2 separate regions of the Drosophila melanogaster genome follow, and region 1 is linked to region 2. A link is a contact called in public Hi-C data. All regions are on one chromosome and are shown on one strand. The core of a region is the stretch at or near the end of the contact, and the rest is flanking DNA. Distances in the headings are between cores, read along the strand shown. Region 1 holds the start of Coq7 (Coenzyme Q7). Region 2 holds the start of CG3198.

Region 1 (7,786 bases), core at 1,268-3,767, 97 kb before region 2:
TTACCCCACGTAGTCGCTTTTCACGAGTCCCCTGCACCCAGCTCTTCACTCTTTCCACAGCACTAAATTACTCGGGCTATCAAAGAGAATCTGGCGAAAGTAACTACCTAATGACATTATCACATATTCAAGTCACAAGGAACTATATAGCCTTTATGAGATATGTTATATGAAATTGTAAATTTAATTGCATTCATTCTTGAATTCGAAAATTCTTCAAATTTGTTCCAAATTTTTCGATAGTAAATTATTGATTGATAGCCCGCAAAAAATATATAATTCGATACGATCTACCCTTTGCTCCCACGCCAACCGCTTTTGTATCTATCTATCTATGATCTATGTATCCACTGTCTACTCGAACCTGCCCCTCTTTGTGCTTCCGATGTGCTCCGTTAAGTGTGAGTCCAAATGAGTGTTAAAATGAGTGTTTATGCCTCGTGACATGCGAACGATTGAACTAAACTAAAAAAACTTAAGCTCCCGATCCAGAATGCAGCTTGAAGTGCGGCAAGAACGGGTACTGCAACGAGCACCACATCTGCAAGTGCAACGTGGGCTACACGGGCCAATACTGCGAGACGGCCTTCTGTTTTCCGCAGTGTCTCAATGGCGGTAACTGCACGGCGCCGTCCGTCTGCACCTGTCCGGAGGGCTACCAGGGCACGCAGTGCGAAGGTGGTAAGTAGACGCGACTATTATGGACATTTAGCTCTATCTTTAATGCTTAACACGGTTAGCTTAGCGGAACAGATAATTTGATTTTGATATATACAGGGGGCCCAACTGTTTCAGCCTAGATCTTCTTCGAGATGGCAATAGCCGTCTTGCAGCCAAACTTGATTACCTCGGTCATGGCCTGGTAAAAGGGCGCTTGCTCGGCACCGTGATCAATGCCCGTGTCGTGGTGCTCCTGCTCCTCGTCCCGGAACTTGGTGATGGTGGCCAACAGCTCCTGCAAAATCATATAACGTTGTTACTTCGTCCGTTGCTTGGGGCAGTTGCAAATGGTACTTACCTTATCCGGGTTCGGTGCCTCCATTATCTGACGCAGCTGGTCATTGTAGTGTTCTACGATCACCGTCTCCACTGCCACCGTGCAGGCCATGGCTGCCTTTTCGCCCATGAGGGCGGTTCCGGCGCCCAGCACAAATCCGGCCACGTTCCAAATTGGCGTCATGATCGTTGGACGCACGCGGTGCTGTTGAATGAGCTGCTCGAACTGTTTACGATGCTCTTTCTCCTGCTCCCACATGTGTCCGATGGTCTTGCCCAGCGGTCCGTTGCCCAGAATGGCCATTTGCCCGGCGTAAATGCGATCTGCTCCCAATTCGCCGGCATGATCGACGCGTATAATCTCATCTGTGAGCGCATTTGGACGTGGACGCAGCGGGGTGGTTTCAGAGCTGCCTCCTTCGGTCGTGCCTGCTGATCCTCCTCCAGTTGCTGAGCTTAGATAGCGCTTGGAGAGCAGGCGTGGCTCGGGCCGGCTAAGACCTCTTCTCAGCATTCCATCTGCGTAGAAAAGGAGGGTGATACGATACGCGATGATTAAGTACACTTGGGGCAAGATAACTGGGCATTATATAAGAATGAAATGTGCCTGGCGCGCAACTAATAGTATCCCATTGTAATCAACAGGTATTTGCAAGGACAAGTGCTTGAATGGCGGCAAGTGTATACAGAAGGACAAGTGCCAGTGCTCCAAGGGTTACTACGGCCTGCGTTGCGAGTACTGTGAGTAGCAAACGGCTCAACTCTTATCGAGGCGAAACACTGAACCTTTGCCCACCCATTTCCCTCACAGCCAAGTGTGTGATCCCCTGCAAGAACGAGGGACGGTGCATCGGGAACAACCTGTGCCGCTGCCCCAACGGACTACGAGGCGATCACTGCGAGATCGGGCGCAAGCAGCGCTCCATCTGCAAGTGTCGCAATGGCACCTGCGTCTCCCACAAGCACTGCAAGTGCCATCCGGGATTCTATGGACGCCACTGCAACGGTCGTAAGTGCAGCGTTGATCCTGGAATGTCCGGTGATCAGGATGGGCTTATAAAAATTTGCTAATCTCATCGTTTTCAGGCAAGCGACGACATGTCCACCGAAACGATGACTCCAAGTTCTAGGGCTACCGGCGCACACGATCCAAAATATTCAATCAACTTTTCACTTTTCTACTAAACCAGCACGACAAGAACAACAGCAACAGCGACAAAAGGAAGAAACGAAAATAATTCTAATTGTGATACATTTTTTTTGTAATTTAACATAACATTTTTAAATAAAAACAAAATCTAAGAGTTAATGCGTCGTGATCTAGCGAAGATTTCGAGGGTCAGTTGTGAGCCACTGAGTGCAGTCTACTTACTCATTGCTAATTTGCAGCTTTCCACGAGATGTATTGTGTTGAATAAATAAATTATTAGGTAAAGTGCAATTCGCCGAATTGCCGAGCACAAAAACAATTTGCGTTCTGTTTATTTTTGCGCAATCCAATCCAGGGATGGGCCATCCTCACGTGCCTGCCACCGGTATCGCACCACGTTCGTGAGTCACGCCATTGACCATTGACTCAAACTGTTCATATATTTATTTTATATTTTCATATTATTTTAATGATAGCAGCAACACCATAGAACATCTCAACTTTATGGTTTTGATTAGATCAAAAACACTACGAATTTATTTACACATTTGCAGCCCTGACCGATCATCCGACGATAGCCGATAGTAACGCAATCAGCTGTGCCGCAACTCACAAATTACATACATATATGTATATACATATGTGATTGATCTGAGATGCAACATAAAGCATTAAATGCGGATTCTATGTGTATCTCAATGAAAATTACCACAATCGTCCCGGGTAACTACCCGCTAGGAGATTGTGGCGCGGTGGATTCAAATGCGTGATGCTAGCGCCACACCATGAGATTCGCTCTACAAGTGTCGCAGTAACTGATTGATAAACAGGAAGCCGGTATGTACAACACTGCTGGTCTTGGGATAGACGCACTGTCGTTTTTATTAAACAAAATCGATTCTTACTTATCATGCGTGTTCTAATTGTCCAAAATGCTTTTCGTATCAAAGTTCTAAACGATTCCAGCAGTCAAATTTCAATTTCGATTTTTCCGAACCCAGCTTCCTTGAGCTTTCAGACGGCGTTGGCATCAGAGTTAGTTCATGTCCATCTTTATTCCTTGCCATGTTATACCAGAATACATGAATTGATTCAGTTAAAACAATAGTTTAATTATTTGAAGCCGTTGTCAGTTAGAGTCCTATCTTATCATTATTGATCTTACAAATGTAGTAAACATGATCTCATAATTATGTTTAAAAAAAAAATGCTTAAATAGTTTGAAACTAGTACGAAATATGCATAAATGGGGTCCAGAAGAAATAAAAAAAAAAAAAAATTATAATAATGTTGTGGTGTTAGTGTTGATCCAAGTTGCTGGTTGCTGGGCGGACAACGAGACTGTTGCGGCGCTTGAACAGGTTGAACACAGAACCTGCCGCAGGAGAAGGAGCCGTCCCCGACGATGTTGAAGAGGCCGGTGGCTGTGGCTGTACCTCATTCTCCTCGCGGAATGAGCGGAGCAATTCGCCAGGATTAAGCGTTTTTCGTCGCTTTGTGATCCGCAACAACGACACAGGTTTCTCCACATCAGCCCCCTCGGGGCTCTGCATCTGAACGCCGGTCGACTTGAGTCTGATATGCAGACGCGGAATGGGTGGCCGCTGGGCCTTGGCCATTAGCTCAGCGTCTAGCTCAAGCATACATTTGTCGGATTTGTAACGTGTATAACGGAGACTGCTTTTTGTGATAATCAACCCATTCTGGAATTGGTAATGCACCTGACTAAGGTACCTCTTCAGATCGCTAAACGTGTGCACGTCCCGGAAGGATTTGATATCGTCCCGGTGGTAGGTATAGCAGTGCTGGATGTACTCATCGAAACCACCCGGCTGAGAGCGTGTGCAGAAATGGCAGACCAGGAAGCGGCTGTAGTGGTCCACCATATGGCGCAGCGTAGTCAGCTCATCGGTCGAGTTGAACATGCAGAAGGAACAATGGTATATCACTGGCGACACTAGCTGCCGGAAGCAGAAACGCTCGTCGGGCTTGCAGTGTTCCACTTGGCCGTGCTGGACAATTGTCTCCTTCGTTGGCATAACCACACTGCACAATCCGCACTGGTAGTATTCGTTAACAGCCCCACCACTTCCACTGGCACTGAGCAGCATCAGGGCATCAATTTCATCATCTGTTACGTGCTTCAGGTCATTGGGCAGGTGACCTATCTCACTGATGTGTTTCGCAAGATCGTGCCTGTTTTTATAGCGGTAGTCGCAGTAAGCGCACTCCATCGGTCGACGAATGTCCGCAGCCACTATGCTCCGGATAGAGTGTGTCGCACGCAGGTGCTCGCGAAGTGCCTTTGCATTGCCCCTAAATCTCTTGCACTCGGAGCAGAGCAGCATCGGCTGAACGCGGAAATAGAAGGGCTGGTCGGGATGTTCGCGGGCCCAGTGCTGGGAGCGTAGGTCCGGCAAGTTGGTGTTTGTCCCGTCGCAGTGTGTGCAGGCGAACTCCACGATTTTCTGTAGCAAAATAATAATGAGCATAAGGAAAACAAAATTGAAAATTGGGCCTGCATCAGCCACACTTTACTTACCGCGTCATCTTGTTCACCGTACTCGTCCGCCTCGTCGTCTGAATCCAGCAGGTCCACCACTTCCGTTACAACCTGTCTCTGGCTTAGCGGCAGGAATGCACTCTCCCCATTGTTCGGGATCTCCTTCTCAGGCTCCACTTCGATGGGCCGACCTATCTCCCAGCTTATGCTGTTCGGGATGTCATTAAGCACGCGTTCGAACTGCACCATTGCCAGTCCGCGTTCATGGGGATGCTTCTCTTGTATGTGTAAGACAACCTGGCGTTCGGCCAAATGCCCGAAAATGCAGTGGGGACATTGCACCGGATTGCGCGACTTATGCTCCTTGTCGCAGTGCATAGCGATCTTCTGGAAGCTGCTGGCCACCTCGTGACAGGTGGTGCAGTAGAAGCCTAGCGTCTGCTTGTTCTTACACACGATGCGCTGGTAGATTTGCACAGGCTGCACTTCCCTTTCCGGGTGCTCGCGAAGGATGTGTTCAATGAGCGCGGTGGCGAGGTTTCCACCAAATTCACAGTACGGACAGTGGTACTGGTAGTTGCGTTTGTGAACGGACGCCGCATGGGCCATGATCTGCACGGTCGTTGGAAAGTACTTGAGGCACAGGTTACACGTGTACTCCATTAGCGAATGACGTGCCAATTTAGCTAAAGAGTGGGGATATAACACTTGAGTGGGCTTTTTCAAATGAAGGTCAGTTAAATTCAACACTTACGCGCCTTCAGCCAGCGGGCTTCGGTCGTTTTGTTGCTGTCATTATGGCGGTGTACGATCATGTCCACATCTTGAATATTGTGACGTTCCTGTATGTGCCGCTCGATGACACGCCTGCTATTGTGACGTGAGCAAGCGCCGCATTGGAAGATGTGCCGCTTATGCATTGCAAGATGGTCAAAGTACTTATCTACTCCAAACTGACCCTGGCAGTTCTTGCAGTGCGGGCACCTTACCACCTCCGAGTATTTGTGGTTAGCCTGCATGTGTTTGCGCACCGCAGATTCCGAAAAACAAAGGACGCTACATCGGAGGAAGCCACAGCGGTAGCGTTGGTCCGGGGGCACATAGCGTAACGGTGGCTTGATGGGCTTGTGGGTTCCAGGAACATCTGGATTCAGCTGCTCCGTCGCTGCATCACCACTTTGTCCGGAAGTAGATGGTTTTTCTGAATCTTTGCCTGGCCTCGGCGGTGCCACCAACGTACTCGCCGAAACAGTTAATACCGAAGAGGTTGCTGGAACTATCAAGTCCGCCAATTTGGAGGCTTCCCGAATGGTCTCATCCTTGTGCTCATAGAGGTGCATCTGCATGTTAACCCTTGACGTGGTGGAGAAGGGGCACTCCGTACAGTATAGCGGTCGCTGGAATGTTGGCTGCGTTGGCAGGATATGCACCTCGGAGCTGCGGAAGTACGTCTTTGTTCCCGAACGCCGACGGTCCATTTCATCGAACAGCTTGCGCTGGAAATCCTGCATCTGGAGGTTGCCAAAGGGCTGTTCCACGACGGCCACGTAGAACTCGCTTTCTACGTTCTTCTTACTCGCGTCGATCTTCACGGGCAGTGACACAAACGCCAGCCGCGCGTTAGGCCGGCCGTAGGCCTTGGAGTGCACCGTGCTCATGTGATACATCATTATGCGCTGGTTGACCGATGTGGCTAAGCAAATGCCGCAGAAGATGCTGTGCCGGGCGTGGTACTGCTGCAGATGCGTACGAAGTGCCGGCGGATGCATCGCCTTGGTGCAAAACTTGCATTTCACCAACTCGCTGCCCTGATGAGTGCTACGAATGTGGTAGCGCAAATGGTTTACAAGCTGCTCATCTGTCAGCCGCACGATGCAGCCCTTTTGGGGACAGGCGTACAGTTTATCCTCTGGAATAAAGATGAAAGCCTAAGTAATTTAAAGATATTAGCATTAGTCTAGTTCACTCACCGCTGTATCCGGTGCATTCTAAAAGACCCAGGACCACATCAGACAGAGTGACTTGAGGAGTTGGTGGTGGAACACGACCATTTTCCCGCTGGCTGAGCATATCCCGGATTTTCTGGGTAACAGATGGTGGTCCAGTTGAACTCTCCAGTTCGGAGCGTGGTGCCAGGTCGTGAATGATCACTCCGTGGCGCAAGTAATCATCCACATCGACTGCCACATGGGAGCAGTACGCGCAGTTCAGGTGACCGGTGCTGCTGAAACTGTAGCTGTGAAACTTCATGTGCTCCCGCATGAACATGAGCTTGTGAGCAACAAAATTGCAGTTGGTGGCCATGCACCTGAATCGATTACGATTCTCTTCAACGGCAGCAGGAGCAGAAGACTTCTCTGGCAGGGGATCGTTAACGACTGGCGATAGCCGTGAGTTAGCTGAAATCTGAGTTCTGCTAAGGACCTGGCCGATTTTCAAGCCCAAGCCACTCGAATAGCCAACAATTACGGGCGTCTGCTTGACCGGTTCTGTTGACGGTGAATCGGGCTTGGCGCAAAGGAACTCGCCCAGTCCAGCGGCTTGGAGGTCCAACTGCTGATTGGGTGGCCGTGGATCCGCCGCCAGCAAGTCCCTTAGCATCCCATTTCGCGGATTATCATCATCACTGACAACTATTGCTACCGGTTGGCTCTTTTCCGCTTGTGAATCCACAACAAGGCGATCCCCAGTGAAGCGTCGAACACGCAGCTTGGGAAGCTCAGGAACGGGATCAGGTTCTGATTCAGGTACTGGTTCACGCTGATTCAGGCAGGATTCAATAACGGCTGGGCTTTCAACCGCAGATGACTGAGGAGGAGGCAGGGTGGATATGTCCTTCATGTGCACGTCCCTCATGTGGCGCAACTCTTCAGAAATTCTGAGATTCGTTTCCGTTGCCGTGATTTTCTGACGGCACATGCCACATTTGCCGCTCCATCGAACAAGAGGGTGCTCTAACGCAAAATGATTCTCGAGGCCTTCCAGCTCATTGGAAAAGAGGAAAGTGCAACCCGGCTGCACGCAGTAATAGGATGCTGCCACGCGATTTTGATCCTCGTCTGAAGAGGGCTTTTGAAAGCCCACATTCTCCACCCGTTCGGATAGCGACTTAGCACCTGTAGATGTGGATGAATCCC
Region 2 (6,996 bases), core at 2,234-4,733:
TACTACTGGCTGGATGACAAGAAGATGTACCGCCCCGTGGCCGCCAAGCAATATCCCAGCCCTGGCGTCAAGCACTACACCTTCGAGAAGTAGGATTGTATCTATCACGCTCTCGATCGCACTGCGCGCCTCGTTTTTATTTCATAGGCAATTAATCAACGCATCTATACAATTAAAATGAATGGAAACCAAGCTAAAACATGGATTTGCTATCATTTTGACTGCGCATGTTGGGTTGCATTTTTCATTCCGTTCTTAATGAGCAGCAAAAAACGAAATGAATCTTGAGATGAACGTTTATTTCGGCGAAAACATGAATGATTTGGAACGTAACTGAACCAAGAAATCCTTAATGGATTTCAATAATGTCTCTAAACTATAAACTTACTGCCTAAATACATTGTTTGTTTGGGTGAGCAAAAAAAAGCAAGACGCGGAAACAGAAACTTAACCAGCTAGATTTAGGGCATAGTAATAAACTGTTGATCGGCTGGGATCACTCCACAACGTAGTTGGGATGCACCACCAGCAGGGGATCGTCCTCCTCCACGAAATCCTTTTGTACCTGAATTCTCGGCTTCAGCGTGGATGTCTTGAGCGGAATAATGACCTGATCGTGATAGATGAGGCGATCGATAAGCTTCTCGATGAGATTTTTGCGAGAAATTAACTCATCCTCGGATTCGATTTGGTCCGCCACCTGCTCCAGATACCAGGTGACCACATTGCTGCGCTTGATGCCCGTATCGTTGCCCTCCACCTCGCAGCGCGCCTCCTCGGCGCGCATATGCAACACCAGCATGGTGGACAGATTCTTGTAATCCTCGAACGAAAGCGTGAACTTCTTCTTCTGCACGGCGCCGCTGGCGGATGTGTCCATACCATTGTTCTCATCCACATTGGCCGCTGCTCCATTGTTCTCCATGTCGATGTCGTGCTGAATGCCATCGTCCATGTCCAGACCCTCGTCGTCATCTAAATGAATATCCGGTTGCTCCACGCGAATGATGGACTTGTTGAGCAAACGGAAGGCCTCCTTGACGTGTCGCTCCAGCACGCGATTCGAGCACTCCAGCTTGGCCATGGCCTCGCTCAGTCGAATCATGGACTCCAGCTGACGCACCGTTATCCTCCAGGTGCTCCTGCCCGACGTGCCCGTATCGCGCTGCCTCAAATGGCCATAGTTCTCGACCAGCATGTGTCCGGCCTCCTGGCTAATAACCGGCTTAAATTGCCGCGCAAATGTCACATAGCGAAGGACCTCTTCGCGCGTATATGCCCGCTCCACGGACTCCTCGATGTTCGAGTGCAGATCAACGATCTTGCGAGCAATGGCATAGTCCACCACCTCATTGCATTCGTCCACGAGAATGAAGAACAGATCGAATCGCGACATAATCGGTGCCGATAGCTGAATATTTTGTTGCAAACTCTTGGAGCGATCGTAGCGACCATTAATGGGATTGGCGGCGGCCAGAATCGAAGTGCGCGCATTGAGTGTGGCTCGTACGCCGGCGCGTGCAATCGATATGGTCTGCTGTTCCATGGCCTCGTGAATGGCCACCTGATCGCGCTGATCCATCTTATCGAACTCGTCAATGCAGCAAATGCCATTGTCGGCCAACATGAGGGCGCCCGCCTCGATGACAAAGTCAAAGGACTCCTCGTCGCGCACAACCGCAGCGGTTAAGCCCGCTGCCGAGGATGCCTTGCCCGAGGTGTAGATCGCACGCGGCGAGAAGTCGGATACCTGCTTGAGGAACTGTGACTTGGCCGTGCTGGGATCGCCAACGATGCACACATTGATGTCGCCACGAAGCGATGTCTTTTCGGTGGTGGTCTTCGCAACGCCACCGAATTGCTGCAGAAGAATGCCCCGCTTGACCTCATCGTTGCCGTAGATCGAGGGAAAGAGGCTGCTAATTAGATTCTGGTAGAGATTGCGATCCTTGGACATCTCATAGATCTTGTGCCACTCGGCATCTGTCATCTGCTTCTTCATATCCTCGGCTGTCACCTCCGACATGGGCAGATCGGTGCCGCCAAAACGTGCTGTCGTTGCCTGAACACTGCAGGCAAGGAAGGCCATCCGATAGTTGAGCTCTCGCATGCCCAGTGCCTTTAGGCCAGTGACGCCATCCATGCCCTCGCCGGGCTTGTGGCGTGAACTGTTCTCCGCCCGTGTGCCCACTCCGGCCAGGACACTCACATCGGGCACCACAATCAGAGTGCCCGTGAAATCATAGCGATCGCCAGCCTGAACGGTCTCCACCAGCTCCGAGCGCAGGATAATCTCCACCGCGCGGGGAATACAGCCACGCGGCAGCTCGGCTTGCGTCTCCTGGATGCGAATCTTTTGAAAGTCCAAGAACAGACTCTTCTCCACATCCAGCATGAAACGCTTGCGATTGGAGCACACGGGATTGCGGCAAATGGTGGGATTGGTGAACTTGAACTGCTGCTCTACGTTCCGAATTTCCGTCTGGCAATCGAGGCACATGAAGACGCCGGAAACAAGCTCCGGATGTACGGGATGGGTGCGCACCACCTGGCCGGAGATGCGGATGAGGGTGCCGATTTTGGAGGTGGTCAGATCGCGAACCTTGTGACGCGTCGGCACCTCCGTGAAGGCCACATAGCAATCCTTCTGGGTCTTCAGTCCAATCCGGTCCTTAACGTAGTTCGAAACGGATTGGCAAAGGAACGGATAGATGTGGTAGTACTCCTCGATAATGGCGGTGGCCAGATTCTGATCGTATTTCTCCACATCCTCGAAGCTGACCTCCAGGGTGCAGCGATCCGGGGATTCCAAGCTGGCGGCTGGGCGCGTGTACTTGATCTCGCCATCCTCCTTGAATTCCTCGAGGAAATCCTGAAACAACTTCTGGGCCCGAATGCCCACCTCGTCTTTTACGCGCAGCTGGCCAACCTGAGCATCTGCCACATCCATTTTGGGTCACTTCTTGCTTCAAACTGGTGAATTGCGCGCTAAATTCCGAGATTGCTTTCGTTTCTTGCGAATGTTTACAGCTGCGTGCTTTGCTCGGTTTTGGCGCCTTTTTCTGACAGTTGCTTGGGGGTGGCAACGCTCGTGCGCAGGGATGCCAGCTATTCAAGAGCAAAGGTAAACATGTCTTACGGTCACATTAATTTATTAGTTCAAATATATATAAAAATATATATTTTTTTAATTGCTGAAAGCTTACTTAAATTTCTTGCCCTTGCTAATCAACAAGTAGTTTTCGAATTTTTTGAATAGATCAAATAGTCCAAAAGTTGATTGAGATACGTTGTTTTAATAACTTAATCGGATAACTTAATAATCCAAGAGATGAATGACATGAATTATAAGAATAATTTTATACGAGTAAAGTATTAAAACATTCAACTTAAGTTGTTTATTTTATGAACTTATAGAATTTAGTACGTTTTTAAGACCGATAGTTCGCCCACTCATGTCGCGGAACGCTGTGCACCGATAGGCTTATTCCGAAATAATCGATACCACGCGAATTTCGTGAAATAATTTTATTGATTCTATTTTGGCTAATTTTTTGGCTAAACAGCAGGAGCACAGCGTTGCACGTGTGTTCACCTGTTCGCCGGCACCGTTGTGGCCATAGAAGTCGGTGTGGTACCATTGGATTCATTTGATTCACTGGGACCACCGCCCCCTTCGGAGTTTTGTCCCCACAAATTGCGAAGGAGCCCCGGAAAATGGTGGACGCCGCCAGGCAGATGCTCGACGAGCTGATGGGCAGGAATCGCAACCTGCATCCCTCGGAGGCGGGCGCCAAGGTCAATTGGGAGGATCCGGAGGTGAGTACGCTCAGGATGTGGCGCGCCAAAGAGCCACCTCCAAAATAATGGGGGTTTTTTTTTTTGTCCGCAGTTCTGTCAGTTCTACAACGTTAAGTTCTGTCCGCACGATCTATTCATAAATACGCGCGCAGATCTGGGCCCCTGTGCCCGCATCCACGACGAGGAAGCCCGACATCTCTACGAGGATGCTCGACCCTCGCAGCGGAAGCGTCAGTACGAGGATGAATTCCTGCGCTTTTGCAATGTTATGCTGCACGATGTGGATCGAAAGATCCAGAAGGGAAAACAGCGTTTGCTGCTAATGCAAAGGGATCAGCCCAATGTACCGGCGCCACTGAGCAGGCACCAGGAGCAGCTTGCGAATCTGACGGCCCGGATCAATAAGCTGCTCTCTGAGGCAGAGGAAGCCGGCATTCGGGGTGACGTGGACCAGGCCCAAGATCTAATGACCGTGTGCGAGGAGCTCAAGGAGGAGAAGGAACAGTTGGTACAGCAATACGAGGCCCATCACAAGGCCATCAGCAGCATCAGCCTGACCAAGTCAGCGGAGGACGAGCTGCAGCATCACCCGCGCAGCAGTCCGGTCACAAATCCCAGCGAAGAAAGTCCAACTACTCCTCTTCCAGCCGCCACCACGCTAGATGAAGCGCCGGATGCAGCTCCAAGTTCCGCACAAGCAGCTGTCACAACGACTGACGATGCCGGTGAAGCAGCTGGTGCAGCCAGCGAGGACAAAACGTCAGAGAAGACGGATAGCAAGGCGGCTGGCTGGTCGCATGATGCCATGCCCGAGAAACAAATGAAGGTGTGCGAAATCTGTGGCGCTTTCCTGATAGTCGGCGATGCACAGCAGCGGATCGAGGACCATTTGATGGGTAAACAGCATCTGGGCTACTCCAAACTGCGCAACGCCGTCGCCGAGATCAACGAGGCGCGACAGAAGGAGCGCGAGCAGGAGGAACGACGTCGACGTGAGGGTCGAGTGCAGCGCTTCCACTCCTACGATAGCAGACGGTAAGGTCTCGACGAACCCTGTATCCTATCCTATATGCGCACCTGGCAAAAGATCACAAAACAAAAATAAGTTCGTTCTCAAAAAAAAAATAATTGGCAGAATGCCCTCAATGTGACGATGAGTAATGCTGTTCAATTACTTTCGAGTTTATTTCATTACTTGGTTACTGCACGAAACGAGAAAACTATGCGATGTCATGGTATCCTATAGACAATGTTTTAGTTAACGAACTATGATGATCTTATATCTAATGTGAGCATCTTCCATTCGTTTAATCCTTTAGCGAGCCACGCAGTGAGTACCGCGAGCGAAGTCGCGACTATGTTCAGAATCGCCAGCCCTCGGATCGACGTCACCGTAAGTTCTCACCCCCCCAAATTCGTTTTGCACTTGCACACGGCACTCGAACGTTTACTGAACTACTGTATTTCCATTCCAGATCACCATAAATCGCACCACAGCTCCCATCACTCGTATTCGCGCAGTGGCGGTGGTGGCGGCGGTGTAGGAGTTGGCGGCGGAGGAGGTGGTGGAAGCAGTCGGAGCAACCGGAGCCATCATAATCACAACCATAATCACTACCGCCATGACAGCCGCGAGCGACATTGCCGCAGCCGGAGTCGCAGTCGCTACTAGAGACCAAAAAAAAAAAAGAAAAAGAAAAAGAAAAGATAAACACAATAGAAACCAAGTGAATAGCAAACCAAGAACACAAGTAAATAATCCGAAAGTCCGGAGCACTTCCAGTTTCCAAAGCCCCATACCGCAAGTGTACAACAACTAAATATGATCAAGTTCAAAACGAACCCAATCTCTCGACCATCTGCGATCTTCAGTCTTCGTCTTATGTGGTTCGCAAATCAGCAATTCGCAATCCGTAAGCACCAGCTGCCGTGGCCACGGGCGGCAGCATCGAGGTATCCCAATAGAAAAAAAAAAATCATTAACACAATTTCCAAAAAAAAAAAAAAATTATAATAATAATATGTATCAGAAAACAGTTAGATAAAACAGTATCTGAGCTGGCAGTATCAATTGCGCTGAGGTGAGTCCAACACTTAATAAGCCCGTAAAAAAAAAGAATATATAACACTCGGGCGCCATTGTGCCCCTTCACATTCTGTAGACATACTCGTTTTCGTATCATTACTCTACTCTCGTATATACGATCTATATATCTGTGTACACACACACACACACACACACACGCGCGCGCGTGTCCCCTCAATATGTGTGTGTGTACCCAGTTGGGTTGAGATCCGGGCGAGGATTTCACCAAGGTCCACCAGTTCTTCGAAACGGACAGACGGACCTACGTCCTTTCGATCAAAAAATATGTTTAACTCTTTTAGTTTTTTTAGTCAAGCACCACAGGCACTTTTAACCTAACGTTGTAGTATTCAATTTTGTGCAGGATTATTTTTAAAGTTTGTACCTTCGACAGTTTTCTTTTTGCCCAATTAATATACTCAATGGTTATTTGGTTAAACAAATATTGAGGGAGTTGCAGAATGAATAGTGAAGTTTATGGTTTAGTCTTAAAATTAGTTAACTATGAAATATAAAAACAAGATTTCGCCAAGTGCTGCGTGAGTTTGACTTCTATATATTTATATATATATATATAAGCATAATGACCAAAAGATAGGCTGGGGATTAGGGCGATACGGAGCGTTCACTGGACGTTTCCCTTGCAATTGTGAGTGGGACATTGACTGAAACAGGTATTTACCAAGCCTTACTCTTATCTCTATGCGCTTAACTAACCCAACAGATACAGATTCGCATTCCCTGCCATACCCGCATTCCCCTCCGCACATCCAACTAATCAACCCATTCGCAAGACATAAGAACACAGACACATTATGAACCATAAAATACAAACCACAAACGATAAATGTATGTACATATTATATGGTAGTGTATCTATATAATGACTTTGAGTGACAATCGTACTGCATGTGATTTTGACTTGGCCACTGGGTTCACTGGGATGGGTTTCGAGTATTCCCGTGGAGGTATGTAGTCTTAGTGCCTTGTGAGCCGAAGAACGTCAGAAAGAGACGGACTGAGTGTGAGAGAAAGAGCGAGAGAGAGAGAGAGAGAGAGAGAGGAGCTTCTGATGTGAGACAGATTCCCAGGTACATTTGATAAATCGA

Evidence for each region. A called contact is a pair of places that touch in the nucleus more often than the background predicts.
Region 1: a contact with region 2 is called in a Hi-C map of the S2 cell line, with 3 times the contacts expected there. The contact joins the promoter of Coq7 here to the promoter of CG3198 in region 2. A contact is called at or near these places in 9 of 107 Hi-C or Micro-C datasets (the S2 cell line, embryo and wing imaginal disc).

What each region holds. Positions count from the first base shown.
Region 1 is chrX:6,765,956-6,773,741 of dm6, reverse strand. It overlaps Coq7 (Coenzyme Q7), which reads right to left and starts at 2,517. Exons shown (of 3, transcript NM_143710.3): 1 at 2,369-2,517; 2 at 1,019-1,515; 3 at 703-955. The coding sequence starts at 2,372. The coding sequence ends at 797. sov (small ovary) reads right to left here. Exons shown (of 7, transcript NM_132120.2): 4 at 6,620-7,786; 5 at 5,404-6,558; 6 at 4,689-5,335; 7 at 3,030-4,614. The coding sequence ends at 3,445. It overlaps shf (shifted), which reads left to right. Exons shown (of 8, transcript NM_132121.3): 5 at 493-681; 6 at 1,642-1,737; 7 at 1,808-2,005; 8 at 2,083-2,279. The coding sequence ends at 2,126.
Region 2 is chrX:6,670,460-6,677,455 of dm6, reverse strand. CG3198 reads left to right here and starts at 3,483. Exons shown (of 4, transcript NM_132109.2): 1 at 3,483-3,819; 2 at 3,893-4,836; 3 at 5,121-5,194; 4 at 5,277-6,996. The coding sequence starts at 3,718. The coding sequence ends at 5,473. It overlaps Mcm6 (Minichromosome maintenance 6), which reads right to left and starts at 3,069. Exons shown (of 1, transcript NM_078510.3): 1 at 280-3,069. The coding sequence starts at 2,950. The coding sequence ends at 497. ND-ASHI (NADH dehydrogenase (ubiquinone) ASHI subunit) reads left to right here. Exons shown (of 4, transcript NM_132110.2): 4 at 1-194. The coding sequence ends at 93.